2 separate regions of the Sus scrofa genome follow, and region 2 is linked to region 1. Evidence: chromatin contacts called from public Hi-C data. All regions are on one chromosome and are shown on one strand. The core of a region is the stretch at or near the end of the contact, and the rest is flanking DNA. Distances in the headings are between cores, read along the strand shown. Region 1 holds the start of MEGF11 (multiple epidermal growth factor-like domains protein 11). Region 2 holds the start of DNAAF2 (protein kintoun).

What was found. A called contact is a pair of places that touch in the nucleus more often than the background predicts.
Region 2: a Hi-C map of mesenteric adipose tissue shows a contact between it and region 1, with 9 times the contacts expected there. The contact joins the promoter of DNAAF2 here to the promoter of MEGF11 in region 1. A contact is called at or near these places in 7 of 47 Hi-C or Micro-C datasets (fetal liver, liver, mesenteric adipose tissue and 4 more).

What each region holds. Positions count from the first base shown.
Region 1 is chr1:164,272,567-164,280,446 of Sscrofa11.1, reverse strand. MEGF11 (multiple epidermal growth factor-like domains protein 11) reads left to right here and starts at 5,024. Exons shown (of 23, transcript XM_021100249.1): 1 at 5,024-5,217. LOC110261939 (a long non-coding RNA gene) reads right to left here. Exons shown (of 3, transcript XR_002346345.1): 1 at 6,798-7,880; 2 at 5,874-6,007; 3 at 5,170-5,254.
Region 2 is chr1:179,488,219-179,496,098 of Sscrofa11.1, reverse strand. DNAAF2 (protein kintoun) reads left to right here and starts at 4,963. Exons shown (of 3, transcript XM_003121803.5): 1 at 4,963-6,928. The coding sequence starts at 5,093. LOC110262104 (a long non-coding RNA gene) reads right to left here and starts at 6,141. Exons shown (of 2, transcript XR_002346676.1): 1 at 5,903-6,141; 2 at 3,340-5,641. POLE2 (DNA polymerase epsilon subunit 2) reads left to right here. Exons shown (of 19, transcript XM_003480468.4): 19 at 698-821. The coding sequence ends at 716.

The DNA of each region.
Region 1 (7,880 bases), core at 3,775-6,274:
GTGTAGAGTTGGCCCTTCACTTGTCTTACTCTGTCCCAGTCCTGCAGTGAGACACTCTATGGCGCTGAGGACAGAGCTTTCAAAAGGCTTGAATTCAAAAAGATACATGCACCCCTATGTTCATTGCAGCACTATTCACAATAGCCAAGACATAGAAACAGCCTAATTGTCCATCAACAGAGGAATGGATTAAGAAGATGGTACATATATACAATAGAATACTACTCAGCCATAAAAAAGAATGAAATAATGCCATTTGTAGCAACATGGATGCGACTAAAGATTATTATACTAAGTGAAAGAAGTCAGAAAGAGAAAGACAAATACCATATAATATCACTTATACGTGGAATATAAAATATGGCACAAATGGACCTATCTACAAAATAGAAACAGACCCAGACATGGAGAACAGACTTGTGGTTGTCATGGGGGAGGGGGAGGGAGTGGGATGGACTGGGCGTTTGGGGTTAGTAGAGGCAAACTATTACATTTAGAATGGATAGACAATAGGAGTTCCCGTCGTGGCACAGCGGTTAATGAATCTGACTAGGAACCATGAGGTTGCAGGTTTGATCCCTGGCCTTGCTCAGTGGGTTAAGGATCCGACGTTGCCGTGAGCTGTGGTGTAGGTTGCAGACGTGGCTCGGATCCTGAGTTGCTGTGGCTCTGGCATAGGCCAGTGACTACAGCTTCAACTGGACCCCTAGCCTGGGAACCTCCATATGCCATGGGAGCGGCCCAAGAAATGGCAAAAAGACAAAAAAAAAAAAAAAAAAGAAAAAAGAATGGATAGACAATAAATCTTACTGTATAGCACAGGGAATTATATCTAATCTGGGATAGAACATGATGGAAAATTATATGTGTGTGTGACTGTGTGTGTATGACTGTGCATCAGCAATTGTGACAACATTGTAAATCAAATATACTTTAATGAAAATATTTTTTAATAAAAAAAGAAGAAACAGCTTGAGTTCAAATTTGGGTTGTCACTTTCTAGCTACATGGCCTTGGGTAAGTTACTCTACTAGAACTTCAGTTTCCCCTTTTGGAAAGGGGATAATAATGCCTGCTAGATAGCATTTTTGAGAGTTTTAAATGAGACCATATATAGGCATTATTAGTAAATTCTAGGAGTTTCTATTGTGGTACAGTGGAAACAAATTCGACGAGGAACCATGAGGTTTTGGGTTCGATCTCTGGCCTCCCTCAGTGGGCTAAGGATCCGGTGTTGCCATGGGCTGTGGTGTAGGTCACAGACATGGCTCAGATCTGATGTTGCTGTGGCTGTGGTGTAGGCCAGCAGCTGTAGCTCTGATTTGACCCCTAGCCTGGGAACCTCCATGTGCCGCGAGAGAGTCCCTAAAAAGACCAAAAAAAAAAAAAAAAAAAAAAAAAAAAAAATTCTAGAGTTCCTGTTGTGGCTCAGTGTGTTAAGAATCTGACTAGTATCCATGAGGATGCAGGTTTGATGCCTGGCCTCACTCGGTGGGTTAAGTATCTGGCATTGTGGCGAGCTGCAGTGTAGGCTGCAGACATGGCTTGAATCTGGCACTGCTGTGGCTGTGGTGTGGGTGGGGAGCTGCAGCTCCTATTCGACCCCTAGCCTGGGAACATATGCTGCAGGTGCCCCCCTTTAAAAAAAAAATCCTAATTTTTTTTTTTTTTTTGCTTTTTGGGGCTGTACCCGAGGCATACAAAGGTCCTAGGCTAGGGGTCGAATCAGACACGTAGCTGCTGGCCGACACCACAGGTACAGCAACACCGGATCCTTAACCCAATGAGTGAGGCCAGGGATCGAACACACAACCTCACGGTTCCTAGTCAGGTTTGTCTCCGCTGCACTACGATGGGAACTCCAAAAAATTCTAAATATTTTACTTAATCTTTTTTGTAAAACAAGACCCCATGCAAGGTTTTGTAATAGATATGAAAGTAAATAAGGCCCTAAATACCTTAGAGTCTGGTGGGAAAGTAGACATTTTCTCTTGATGAGTTTAAAGATCCTACAATATTTCTACCATTCAGATTCCAGCCATTCCCGGTAGGTGTTGGATGTTCCTCCCTGGGTCTTTGAGCCAGACTTCTGCAGGAAGAGGGACAGGAAAAGGGGATCCCTCAGCCAGGAAAAGAGGACAAGGGAAGGAAAACAAAGGGAATTTCCTGCACACCCGAGCGAGGGAAAGGTGTGGACCCGCATGGTCTGAGCCTGGACATTCTGCCCCGCAGACCAGCATTCAGACAATAAGCTTCTTAGAAGGATGAGGTCCTCCTACCCACCTCCTCACCTCCCGCTTCTATCCAGGCTGAAGTGTGTGGAGGTGGAACTGGGCTTCAGATGCCCTCATTTCTGCTGAGACACAACAGGAACTCCAAGGCTTATCGTTTAGAAGAGTGGACTTTTGTCTCAGATTGTGCCTTTGGATGAGTAGCCTGATCCTAGATGTTGTCATAACTTCCAAAATAAACTTGTTGCCGTTGGGTCGAACATTATACAGCAGTAGGATGTGCAAAGCAGTCTTTGGCATAAGTAGGCTCTCAGGGACTGGCTAACGAATGATGAATGGTGGGTTCCAACGTGACCCGGAGCTGCCCCTCTGAGATGTTTGCTAAAAGTGTTCCTGGCTCTGTTGGGACATGTGTCCTTGGAGGCCTGCCAGCTGAATAGAGAAGGTGCAGCTTAATAGATCAGCGTGGCTTTTTAGAGTATGGCAGAAAACCAGGCCATTCGCAGCTCAGTGTGGAGGGGGCCCAGCAAGCCTCAGCCATACAGTCCACAGCTGATTGTGAATGCAAGTGAGAGATGGAGAAGCATGTTGCGTCCCATGCATCTGCTTGCTGAGCAGGGTGGACTGCTTATCCAGGAGGAACTGCCCACCTCCCCAAACCTGTTGAAATTGAAGTTTGAGAAGATGGGATTTACAACTCATAATCCAAAAGGCAATGTGAAGATGAAGAAAGGATAGTCGAAAACCTACCTTGGGAGTTCCTGTCATGGCTCAGTGGTTAACGAACACGACTAACATCCATAAGGACATGGGTTCGATCCCTGGCCTCACTTAGTGGGTTAAGGATGCGGTGTTGCCGTGCACTGTGGTTTAGGTTGAAGACGAGCCTAGGATCTGGTGTGGCTGTGGCTGTGGTGTGGGCCAGCAGCTGCAGCTCCAATTGGACCCCTAGCCTGGGACCCTCCATGTGCCATGGGTGTGGCCCTAAAAGACCAAAAAAAAAAAAAAAACAAAAAACCAAAAACAAAAAAAACCCACAAACAAAACCTACGTTTATATGAGATGCTAACAGTTATCAAGTGCTACTATGTGCAATATTTGGTTTATTCCTCACAGGGCCCACAGCACTGTTATCATCCACATTTTACTGATAGGGAAACCGAAGTTAGAGAGGTTAAGTAGCTATCCAGTGTCACTGTCAGTCAGTTGCAAAGCAGGAATACAAACCCAGAAAGTTAGAACCCATTCTCTTAATCATCTCTGATGCCCACAACCTGCAGCCCCTCAGAGCTGGAGAAACCCCTAGAGGACATCCATTTCAGCCTCTAAATAGTCAGGTGGGGGAACAGAAGGCCAGAGAGGGGCAGTGATGGACCAAGGTGACATAGCTGGTTGGTGACAGCCCTAAGATTTGTCTGCATAACCTAGAAAGTGAGTACCTCCTTACATTTTGTGTCTTAGGTGTGTCTCATTGGCTTCAACCTAGTCCCAGCCCTGAGCAGAACTTGCCTGTCATACCCACAATGAAGTCCATTATTGAAGTTGACCTGAGTGGGCTAGGTGCTCAGACGCATGTACAGACATGCATTTCCCAAAGCCTCAGAATGAATCTGCTTTATTCACACAAAAATAGTATTCTCCCAGGGTGTGTTCAGCACCTTTTCCCACGTCTGGGCCTTCCTGCTCTTGCTGTTCAAGGAGAAAAGGAGACAAACCACACAAGCAAAGCACCCTGCTGCTACTCCATCCCTGATAAGCAGGAGTAGTTGATAAGTCCAGAAGTGCTTGGAGAAGAGTGGGGGTGGGAAGAAGGGGTTCCCTTGGACTATGGAGCCATGTCCTCCCCTTCTTTCTGGCTCAGACCCCTAGGAATGTTGTAGGGCAGTGATATGTCCTAAGGTGCTGTGGGAGGGAGAAGTCTTCCTCTTGGAGGCCCTAGGGACCTGGGGGATTGGGCCAGGCAGAGATGCTGGCAGTGGATGGGCATCTGGCACCTGCATTTCCGGGATCAGTGGAGGAGCCCTTCCCAAGCTGCCAGGAGCAGAGATGGTCTAGGCAGGCCTTGCCTGTGGAATAGACCTCAGCAAGGCAAGTCCCTGCTCTCTTCTCCCTGGGCCTCAGTTTCCTCCGTTTATTGGGCATGGCTCAGCAATGCAGGCCTAGGGCCCTGATATTCTGAGTTCTTGGCCTTCTTGCTGTCCCGCCACGCCCCACCCCTTCCCCATCCAGGTGTTTCTCAATCCCTCGTCTCTAGCCCTGGCCGGTCCCTCTCCATCCTTCCTTAGCCTGACACCAATACTGCTCAGGGCTCCCGTGGCCCCGGACTCCAGGGTGGGATCCTTTCGAGCTGGGAAGAGATGGTACGCAGGCCACTTTGACCCACCCGAGGGAGAAGGAGAGTAGGGATGAAAGCACAGGAAAAGGTGAAACGGAGGAGAAAATGGCAAAAAGAGGGAAAGGCTAGAGAGAGAAAAGAGGAAACGGAGAGAAACGAGCAAAAGAACAAAAAGGTGGGGGGTGGGTGGAGGGAGGCGAGAAGAGAGGCTAGGAAAGACTGAATCAGAGAAAAAAGAAACCAAAGGAAAGCTGGAGAGAGACACGAAACATAGGAAAAAGAGCAAGAGCGAGAGAGAGAGCAGGGACTGAAAGGACCGAAGAGAGAGAGAGGAAAAAAAAAAAAAAGGGTGGGGGGAGAAAGGAGGGAGGCAGCCTCGAGCAGGGAGGAGGGAGGCTGGGAGGGAAGGAGAGAGGGAGGGGCTGAGGGACGAAGGGGGTGGCGGCTGGCTCGGCAGCGGCGGCGGCGGCAGCAGCAGTCGCGGCTCCAGCCGCCCGCCGACTCGCTCACTCGCTCCCGGTGCGCGCCGCCCGCTGCCTAGCTCTGGGCTGCCCGCAGCTCCGGCTTCTGGCCCGACGCTCCGGCGCGTCTCGGGCTCCGGACAACAGGACCTCGACTGGCTGGCTGAGCCCGGGGCGAACCGCGAAGCAGGTAGGTGACTGGACAGGGACCGCGAGGCCTCGGAGCGCTGGGGGCACAGGGAGACGGGGGTTGGGGGTTCTGATACCGGGAAAGGGGCTTTGCATCCCCGCGACTAACTTTCCACCCGCTCCTTGGATCCCCGCAGTCCTGCCGAGGTCTGGACTGCGGAAGCCGAGTTGGGGGTGGGAGGAGGTGAGTGCGGGTAGAACGCCAGGGGTCCGGCAGGACGTGGGGGCCCCTTGGCGTGGGCAGGCGCGGGCTCTCTGGCCGCAGTCGGGACGCAGCGCCCGCGGCGGGGGAAGACCGGAGCGCAGCAGCGCGGCGCATTTGTCCCAGGGAGGGCGCCCGCCCGCCCGAGTCTGGAAACTCCCACCCCGAGCCGGCCCGGGCGCAGAGCCTGCGAGGCTCTGCCAGGTGCCCCGCGGTGCCTAGCGGTGCGCCTCGCTGCCGCCGAACCCCGGCCGGTGCCATGTGCACTTTTGCTTTTTGGAGGCGCGAAACGAAACGTATATCCCCTTCCTTTCTTTCTCATCCGGTCTTCCCCACTCTCTTGGGGAAGTCTGGGGCGCCGGCCACTTGGGTCTACTTCTCGGATGTTCCTCCTTCACCCCCGGAGCGACCTCAGCTCCCGAAGTTAAGAGATGCGAGTCACTCCCAGTGCGCACCTGGAGCGCGGTCCCGAAGTTCCAAACTTCTCACCCAGCCTTGGGTGGTGGTATTGGAGGTGGGGTGGGTGGTGGTTGTGGCCCCTTAAAGCCGAAGAGCGCAGCCACCTTCCTCTTGGATTTGGTTTATTTTCCTAATTGTTAGAAAAAATACGACTAAAAATAAGGAAAATCGTCTCTCGCGGGGATCGAGGTCCATGAGTGGGACGAAACCGTCACCCGACCGGAACCTGGGAGCGCGGCACCTCGTCTTGACTATTGTCGGAACCCTGGAGCCCTGGCTTTTTCTCCCAGACCTGGACTCCGGGACTCCATCCTATCGTAGCCGCTTCTCGGGATCCGTCCCCGCTAGCCTGCGCTGCGAGGCTGGTCTGACTTCTCTAATGTTGTCGTGTTCTTTAGAAAAATATTCCAAAGAGGCTCAGCTACAGAATCTCCCGCTGTCCCTCCTACCACTCCCCCCGCCCCGGGAGCGCATAGAGCAGGGCCTTCATGCAGGTTAAAGGAGGCCTTTGGGTGGTTTGGGCTCCTGGCCATCTCAGCTCTCTCTCGCCAGGGTACTCGTGCCCAGGCATCAGCGCCTTTTCCGCGCTCTGCCGGGAAAGCACGGGTTAATACCCTGACCAGGTGACGGCGAGCCAAGGCTGGCCGAGGCTTTCGGAGCCTGCCGAGGGGCGCGTGTCCTTTAGCTCCCAGGGTCCGGGAGGCAGGATTCTCTACCCCGTGCAGCTTCCGCGGAGCTAGCGGGACCCCGGCTCCGCGGCCCTCTTTGTTGGAGTGCTGTTGGAAAGCTTCCCTCGAAAGATTTAGAGGGACCGAGAGCTGAGGGCTTTGCGGAGAGTGTCTCTCGGCCCTTGTCCTCTGAAGGTTGGGCGGGGTCCCCAGAGGGCATTGACCTTCAGCCACTCGATCAGCTTCTCTCACCACGCGCCAGCTTCCTCCGCTGTTCACATGCTATTTAAGCCTCGAGAAATTCAAGGTCCTTGACTTCGGTCTCCACCTCTTCCTCCCATTTCACAGATCTGCAAAGGAAGCCCCAGAGAAGTGAAAGGATTCCCTTAGAGCTAATAAAGTGTGGAAGAAAATGCAAACCAGGTCCCCGGATTCCTAGTTTAGGGCTTTTTCTGGTACTCTGTCCCTAACCACTTTCTCATCACAGGGCAAGTGTTCCCAATCCGTCCACTATAAGACCTTTGCAGACGGGAAGACTGGGTGTGTGTGAGGTTAGAGGCAGAGAACTGGTCCCTTGTTAGGTGCTGTGCTGTGATCATCCTCTAGGACAAATCACTTAGGTGTCGGTTGGTTATCTATCTTGTTCCTGCACCGAAGTCTGGAGGTAAAGGGGCCCTTAAGGCTCTGCCCAGCTGGGAAAAATGCAATCCACAGGGAAAAAGCCTCCACTGTTTTGTAGCTGAGAAAGTGAGTATAGGCTTCCCAGGTGAGATCATGTTTGGAGAGAGCAGGATTAGGGATAATTCCTGGAGGGAGGATTTGGAATTGAGCCTGAGATTTCTAATTGAAGAAGGATTGTGGAGCACAAGGTTTAAATCACTTAGGGGTAGGAAAGGTCACCTCTTGTTAAGTGTTTGGTTAAAAGGCAGCAGCATCACAACCAGTAGAAATCTGGCCTTTGAGGTGAGAAGCACTACGACAGCTGCAAGAACCAGCTGCTTAGAATCAAGCTCAGAACCTGGCCCGGAGGTCTTCTATTTCCAGACCTTGGGTAAGCAATTGGCGGGGAAGTCAGCACCCGTGAACCAAGGGTTGTGGCTCCAGCTGGGAAATAGGCTCTTGCTTCGCCCTTTTCTCCTTGTCCCCTGGGGTTTCAAGTCACTTTCTTTAAACCTTTCCCAGCCATAACTTTTAGAATTTAGATACTCGAAGATTTGGGGATACTGTTGGACTTACTGTAGGCAGAGCATTTACTGTGCTAGGAATGTTTAGTCAACAAGCAGTTCTTGAGCTCCTAGTTTGTGCCAGGCACTGGTCCAGGCCTTGGGGAGCCAG
Region 2 (7,880 bases), core at 3,714-6,213, about 15 Mb before region 1:
CACTTAACCCAACTGTCTTTTTTTGTAATTAACATTTATTCAATTAAAAATGCAAGTACATGATAAGAATTTCAAACAATGCTTTAAAAGTGGAAAGGAAAAACTTTGGAATATTCTAAATTTTCTTCTAACCCACATTGAATGCTTAAAATTTTTTTTTTTTTAATTTGGGATGCCTTTCAGTAAGGGCAAACGCTCTTATCCCGTCTCACCACTGTGGCATAGCAGGTTAAGGATCAGGTGTTGCTGTGGCTGTGGCATAGGTCACAGCTGTAGCTTGGATTCAACCCATGGCCCAGGAATTTTCATGTGCTGTGGGTGCAGCCAAAAACAAAATTTCAAAGCCATAAAGGAAGAGATTAGTTTAAAATTATAGATCAATATATTTATTAATAATTGAAAAAAGGTGTAGAATAGTATTCACTGTATTCTACCACCTGTGTATGTGTTTTTAAGTCATTTACCCCCCACACACTTTATATATGATTAGACAAAATTTATATGGCTATACAGTTGCTTCTAGAAAGCAGAAATAGTGTGAGACTGACTGAATTTTCATTGTGTCCCTTTTTGAATTTGGAATAATGTGCATGTATTGACTGTTTTTAAGATTAATTAACTAAAAGTATATACTAAGAAATATACGATGACTTGCATTTCCAAAATGTTTATCTTCATGAATATTTTCTATTTTCAGCAAACTTCAAGGTTTTTGAGATTCTTAAGACCATCTGAAGAAATAGCATTCATCGATTTTCTACTTAATTTTATATTTTATGTAATTTTGACACAATGTTATAATAAAATTATGGTCAAGTTTAGAATATTCTCCATTTTCTATTTTATGACATTTTGATTTTAAAATAAACATGATGGCATACTTTGCAAAGTTTTATAGGAAAAAATATTTTCTGCATAATCTTTTAAGAAAAATATGAAAAATGTGTAAGTACACACTTGTGTTTAAAAATTTAAGTTTCATTACTTCTGTACACTAATATTAGCTGTAAGAGCCCTAATAGAATATTCAATAATTTCAAATTTTAAGTCACAGAATTTATTCCAATGACGGTAAAATACTTTGTTTCAGAATATTACTAGATATTAATTAATTACCTTTTGGCACTGAAAATTTAAAAACACATAGTCTCCAAAGTTGTTACATTTAGAAGGCATAATGTTTACTTTGAAGCAGCACCTTATAAGAAGAGTTTCAAATGAAGGAGTAATCTTAACATTACAGAGATCCTAGAATGGAAGCCATTTCTTTCAGGAAAATTAGCTTCTAGGGGAACAGATACTTATAAAAAAATTAAAATGACTGTGGCCCAGGTTTAATCTCTGTCTGGGAACTGAGATTCCACATCAAGCCACTGCTAGCTGCAGCCAAAAAAAGAGGCGGTGGGGAGGGGAATAGTGATTATGAACCACTGCTCTAATTTCTTAATGCATGCAGGGAACAAGTTTACTGTATTGGGCACTGTCCTAAGTGCTTAGTATTCACAGTACAATTCAATACCCATTAGGTACACCATTACATTTAATTTACACGTGAAAAAACAGGCACAGGGAATATATATATATATATATATATATATAATATTTCAGTAAAAAATAAAAAGAGTAATGAGATACCACTTCACACCTGTTGGAGAAAAACCTAGAATACTGACAACACTACATGGTGATGAGGATGCAGAGCAACAGGAATTCTCATTCACTGCCGCTGGGGATGCAAAATGGTATGGCCATTTTGAGACAGTTTGGTAGTGTCTTACAAAACTAAACAGACCCTTACCGTACAGTCCAGCAATCACATTCCTTGGTATTTACCCAAAAGAGTTGAAAACTTATTCCACACAAAAACCTGTACATGGGAGTTCCTGTCGTGGCACAGTGGAAACGAATCTGCCTAGGAACCATGAGGTTGCAGGTTCGATCCATGGCCTCACTCAGTGGGTTAAGGACCTGGTGTTGCCATGAGCTGTGGTGTAGGTTGCAGACGTGGCTCAGATCTGATGTTGCTGTGCTGTGGTATAGGCTGGCAGCTGTAGCTCCGATTGGACCCCTAGCCTGGGTACCTCTATATGCCATGAGTGCAGCCCTAAAAAGCAAAAACAAAACAAAACAAAACACCTGCACATGGATGTTTTATAACAGTTCTACTTACAACTGCCAAAAATTGGAAGTAACCAAGATGTTCCTCAATTGATGAATGGATAGATATACTTGGTACATCCAGACAAGGGAATATTATTCAGTGCTAAAGTGAAATAAACTATCAAGATGTGGAGGAACCTCAAATGCCTATTACCAAATGAAAGAAGCCAATATGTGAAGGTACATACTATATGATTCCAACTATATGACTTTCCGGAAAAGGCAAAACTATGGAGATAATAGAAAGATCAGAGTTTGCTGGTGGGAGTGGTGGGGGCGATGAATTGAAGGAACACAAAGGATTTTTAGTGCAGTGAAAATACTCTATGATACTACAGTGATGGACAGATGTTATTCCACATTTGTCCACACCCACAGACTGTATAATACCAAGAGTGGATCCTAAGGTTTACTGTGGACTTTGGATGATAGCATGTATCAATATGGGTTTATCCTTGGTAACAAATGTACTTCTCTAGAATGGGATGTTGCTAACAGGGGAGTCTGTGCATGTGTGGAGGCAGGGGGGATATGGGAAAGCTCTGTACCTTTCCTCTCAGTTGTACTGCAAACCCAAAACTGCTCTAAAGCCAAACAAAAAAAAGTCTTTTAAAAAAACTGACAGACAAGGGACCCCAAACTATGGACCCTGGTTCCAGCACAAGCTGGAAAAGGGACAGGTCCACCACTGCTCTGGCCATCATGAGCTCAGGTGTTGAGTGCCATGGCAACAAAGGTGAAACAGCCTGGAGGCTCAGTGAAGGTCAGGAGAGAAACAGCTTAGCCAGATGTGCTATCATATCCACTGAACCACAGAAATGGAAGGAAAGAATGCACACAGTTGGTTGTGCACAGGTATTGCCAGTCCTCTTTCCAGACAGCATAGGTCTGCACTGGAAGGTACCCAAACCACGTGACTTGCTTTGGCCAGTGAAATGTCAGCAGGTTTTAAAGAGCCTGTGCACAATTTTCTCTTTTTCCTGGGCCCCAGCAATGTCAGCATTTGGGAGGGTATGAGGCCCTGGATTGTGAGCCCCATTTGTCTGCAGGTGTGATGATGTGGAGGTCAAGGGACAAGGGACATTCAGCGGGAGCAAGAAATAAACTCTTGCTGTTTAAAGCCACTGATAATTTAGTCATTCTCGCAGCAGAGTTTCTTTGCCTGCCTTCTTGCATCTGTCACAAGCATCCTATCTTAATAAACCTATTTCTTGTCCCCCCCCCAAATAAATAAATAATAGAATCATTCTTACAACCCAACCTAACTTCTCCTGACTCTTGTAGGAAGGGACTGCTGAAGTGGGACAGCACAAAAGGAGTGAGACAGTCACAGCAGTGGCATTTCCTCAGAAATCATAACTCAAATTTATAGGATGCATACTCTTAATGGAGAGCTGCAAGTAGCCCACAGATATGCTTTGTTTGGCCAGGATGTTATTTGTTTATAAAGGTTTAAATCTGGGAGGGTGTGCATGTGTGTGATTGACTTCCTCTTAGTTATAGTCCCCCCTACTTCCTATTACTTACAGCAGCCTCACTTGACTTAGGTACTTGCCTACATAAGCCTTAAAGGTATTTGGGTCTGCAAACCTGGCAGTCCACACAGCAAACCCACTGAGAGGACAGGTATTGCCACGTTCATCTAATAGACATAAAAACAGGGGTCCTGGGAGGTTCACAGGCTTCAACAATGACACAAGTCAATAGCAGAGTTCCAGCCTCAATCAAGATTCAGGGTGCAGGGCAGGCTGAGGATGGCCCACCTGGAGACAGCCGCCTTCTGCTACATGGCAGGTTAATCCGCTGATTGCATACTCCATTTTCTAGTTAGCCCACACACAGCCTGAGTTTATCATCAAGCAAACTCCCCTTTTGTTTTTAACAGGACAATCACACCACCTTGAGAAGCCATGAACCAAAGCACGCAGTCTCAATAAACAGCTTGCCTTTTAAATCCATAAGCTACAAACAAATCTGCATTCTTTCAGAGAAGCCTTGCAGGTCTTCTTCTCTTTAAGTCTGAACTTTCTCATGACAAAGATAGTCAAGTGGAGGAAATCAATAACTACAAAGAAATATCTCCAGGATATACTATTATAAGTGCAAAAAAACAAAGGGCAAAAGTGTATGTAGGGAATGATCCCATTTGTATAAATGGAAAAAAAAATAAATATGTTAAGAGTATGCACATACTAAAGGCTTTCCATATAGCTACTAAACTACTCTCTAGAAAGGTTTTACTAATACAATTCTCCTACTACCCCAAGGAAATATAGTGATTGCTAAAAAAAAAAAAAAAAAGCCATTGCCATTTTCAGTAACATGTGGTATTATATTTGCATTTTTATTATCAGTAAGGGCATATCTTTACTGAGCATCGATTATTTATGAATAGCCTGCCCATATCTCTTGCCCTAAGTGAGTTGTAAACAGGACAAACTGGTAAAATAGCTAGAAGACTGAAATATTGGTTTAGCGAAGTGAAAAGCAGATAAACTTAGGTTAGAATCACAGCTTGTGAATGCACCAACTCTATGATTATGGTCAGGTAACTTCTCAGGTCCCATCTGTGAAATGCGGATCCAGTGAACAGTGGATAACGTACATAATGCTGGAAATTATAACAATTATTAGGATGGTTATTCTGCAGCAGTAACTGCACTATGGCACAGGAATCTAAAAAAATGCGGAATGTTTGTTTGGAGAAACTAAGGCTATTTCTGGCATTTCCATCACTCTATTCCTGCCCCTCCCCCACAGCATTGGTGGTGTCGCTATAGCAACGAGCACGCGCTGCCCAAGGCTCAACAGTCTAGCGGTTTACTGGCCTCCGCGGCCTCTCTCTCCGCAGAAGAGCGACAACACTGATCGTCCCACCCACTCCGTCTCGGATCGATCTCCCCTGACCACTGGGAAGGAGCGGAGGGGCAGCATGGCCAAGGCAGCCTCTTCGCCGTTGGAGGACTTGGACCTGAGCGGAGAGGAAGTCCAGCGGCTCACCTCCGCTTTCCAGGACCCCAAGTTTCGGCGAATGTTCTCTGAGTATGCGGAGGAGCTCACGGACCCCGAGAACCGGCGGCGCTACGAGGAGGAGATTACCGCGCTGGAGCGTGAGCGCGGCGTGGAGGTGCGGTTTGTGCACCCGGAGCCGGGCCACGTGCTGCGCACCAGCCTGGATGGGGCCCGGCGCTGTTTCGTGAATGTATGCAGCAATGCCCTGGTGGGCGCGCCCAGCAGCCGGCCCAGCTCTGGGAGCGCGGCGTCCGGCAGCCAGTGGTCCCTGCCCTACAGTCTGGCGCCCGGCCGCGAGTACGCGGGGGGGCGCGGCATCCGCTACACAGTCTACGACGTGGTCTTCCACCCAGACGCACTCGCGCTGGCCCGGCGCCACGAGCGCTTCCGCCAGATGCTGGACGCCACGGCTTTGGAGGCCGTGGAGAAGCAGTTCGGCGTGAAGCTGGACCGCAGGAATGCCAAGACCCTGAAAATCAAGTACAAGGGGACCCCGGAGGCTGCCGTGCTGCGCACGCCCCTACCCGGGGGCGTCCCGGCCCGGCCCGAGGGGGAACCGGAGAGCCCGCTCCCTGATTTCCCCTACCCTTACCCGGGCCCTGTGGCCGCTGGGAGTGCCGCGATCCCCCGGCCCCAGGCGCCCTCCCCTCCCGAGGCGGTCCAGCAGCCCGCCCCCACAGAGCCTCGCTACAGCGTGGTGCAGCGCCACCACGTGGACCTCCAGGATTACCGCTGCTCTCGGGACTCAGCCCCCAGCACTGTGCCCCACGAGCTGGTCGTCACCATTGAGCTGCCGCTGTTGCGGTCGGCTGAGCAGGCAGCGCTGGAAGTGACTGGAAAGCTGCTGTGCCTCGACTCACGGAAACCCGACTACCAGCTGCGGCTCTCGCTTCCATACCGGGTGGACGACAGCCGCGGCAAGGCGCAGTTCAACAAGGCCCGGCGGCAGCTGGTAGTCACGCTTCCGGTAGCGGTGACAGTCTCGCTCCCGGAGCTCGCCGCGACCCCGGAAGAGGCCGCCGACCGGCCCGGAACTGATGGCGCGGCCTGCGCTTCCGCTCGCCAAGGGGAGGCGGGCCCAGCGGGGATTCGTGCAGGGGACGGAGGCTCGGATCCCGGCCGAGCTGGAGCTGCGGGCGCCGATATCCCTGCCCCGGAGGCCGTTGGGGGGAAGCTTGTCTCAGAACCAGAGGAGCTTGATTTCGGCGGGCAAGCAATATCAACAGCTCGCATTGGGGAGGAGCCGCTTCCCAGAGCAGGGAACTCACCTGAGGACGGTGGTGGAGGCGCTCCTTGGAAATCATCCGGGGACCTTGACGGGAGGTCTCCTACAGGGAGAGGGAGAGCGCGCCCAGCTCTTGGCGTCAAAGAGCACGTGGCCGGAGGAGGCACAGGCAGGGAGCCTGTTGATCGATCCATGGTTGGTCCCGGGACAGACCGCGGGGAACCCTTGTGTCCGCCTCTGCAATGTAATCAGGATGAAGAATCTCTGACTCTGCTCATTCAAGTGCCTTGCATCCAGCCTCAGAGTCTTCAAGGGGAAGTGACCCCCCTGTGGTACAGATTGTGCTTCTCCACCCAAGACTTAGTATATTATACCTTCTTTTTGCAATTTACTCCAGAGAATAAATTGAGTACCAAAGAACCAGTGGCTAGCATTTCTTCAAACAATGCAGTGATAGAACTGGCCAAATCTCCAGAGTGCCGTGGACTTTGGAGAGAGTGGTATTATGGTTTAAACAACGATTCTTTGGAGGTAACAGTTCTTTCTAGAGTCTTACTACTTGAAATATTCTCTCCCACTTTTAAATTTACAGGCATCCTTTCATTTCATCCTAAACAGAGAATTTGCCGTTGTAACTTCTTTCAAATGATGACTTGAAAATTGATACACCTGATCAATTGATACACTTGATCAAGATGTCAGTACGCGTTAACCGCATATTGAAAAAAAAGGAAAACAAACAAAAAAACCCACCGCAAACCTTAAGACATCCGGTCTTGGTTGTGGATGGGTTTCAGATCCTCAAAGATGAAGATATATATAGATTCTCAGGGATCCGTAGAACTCTAAAATTGTATACAAAAAGTTGAGGGTGCTTTCTTCCGGAGAGAAGGGCTGTAACTTTATAGTCAGAAACACAAATCTGAGTCATTCTATTGTGGCCATAGTTTTAGTTGGTAAATAGATTTTTCCAGCAATGAAAAATAAATAACAGTTCATTTCCGCAGAGCAAAAGTAACCCAGCCTGTGCCACACAGTTGTTTTATAGGAAAACGAACTCAGACCCGGGGTGAATCTAAATCCCTTCCCCTCTTGGCCATACGGTGATGCTTAATTTTGGTCACTGGTGTCGATGGGGTTGTCCTGTGGTGGGACTTAACCTTACACTGAAAGGACCTCTTTTTGCATCTGTTTTCATCGTTATTTCCCTACTAGTATTTGGCACAATGGCTGGCATTTAACAAAGTGTAATATAAACATTTTTGGGAACCAACATCAGCTCCATCTCTTTTGGGTGAAAATTGGGACTGTGCATTATCAAGTTTACCTAGGATATAATTTTGATGAATAATTCAATTTTTTGCTACTACACTTTTTAGATTACTGAAGATCTTGAATTTTAGATTCAGTACTCCAGTACTATTGGCAAATAAATATTGAAAAAAAAAACCTGCTTAAAATTTTAAGTTCTATAGGACTTTTT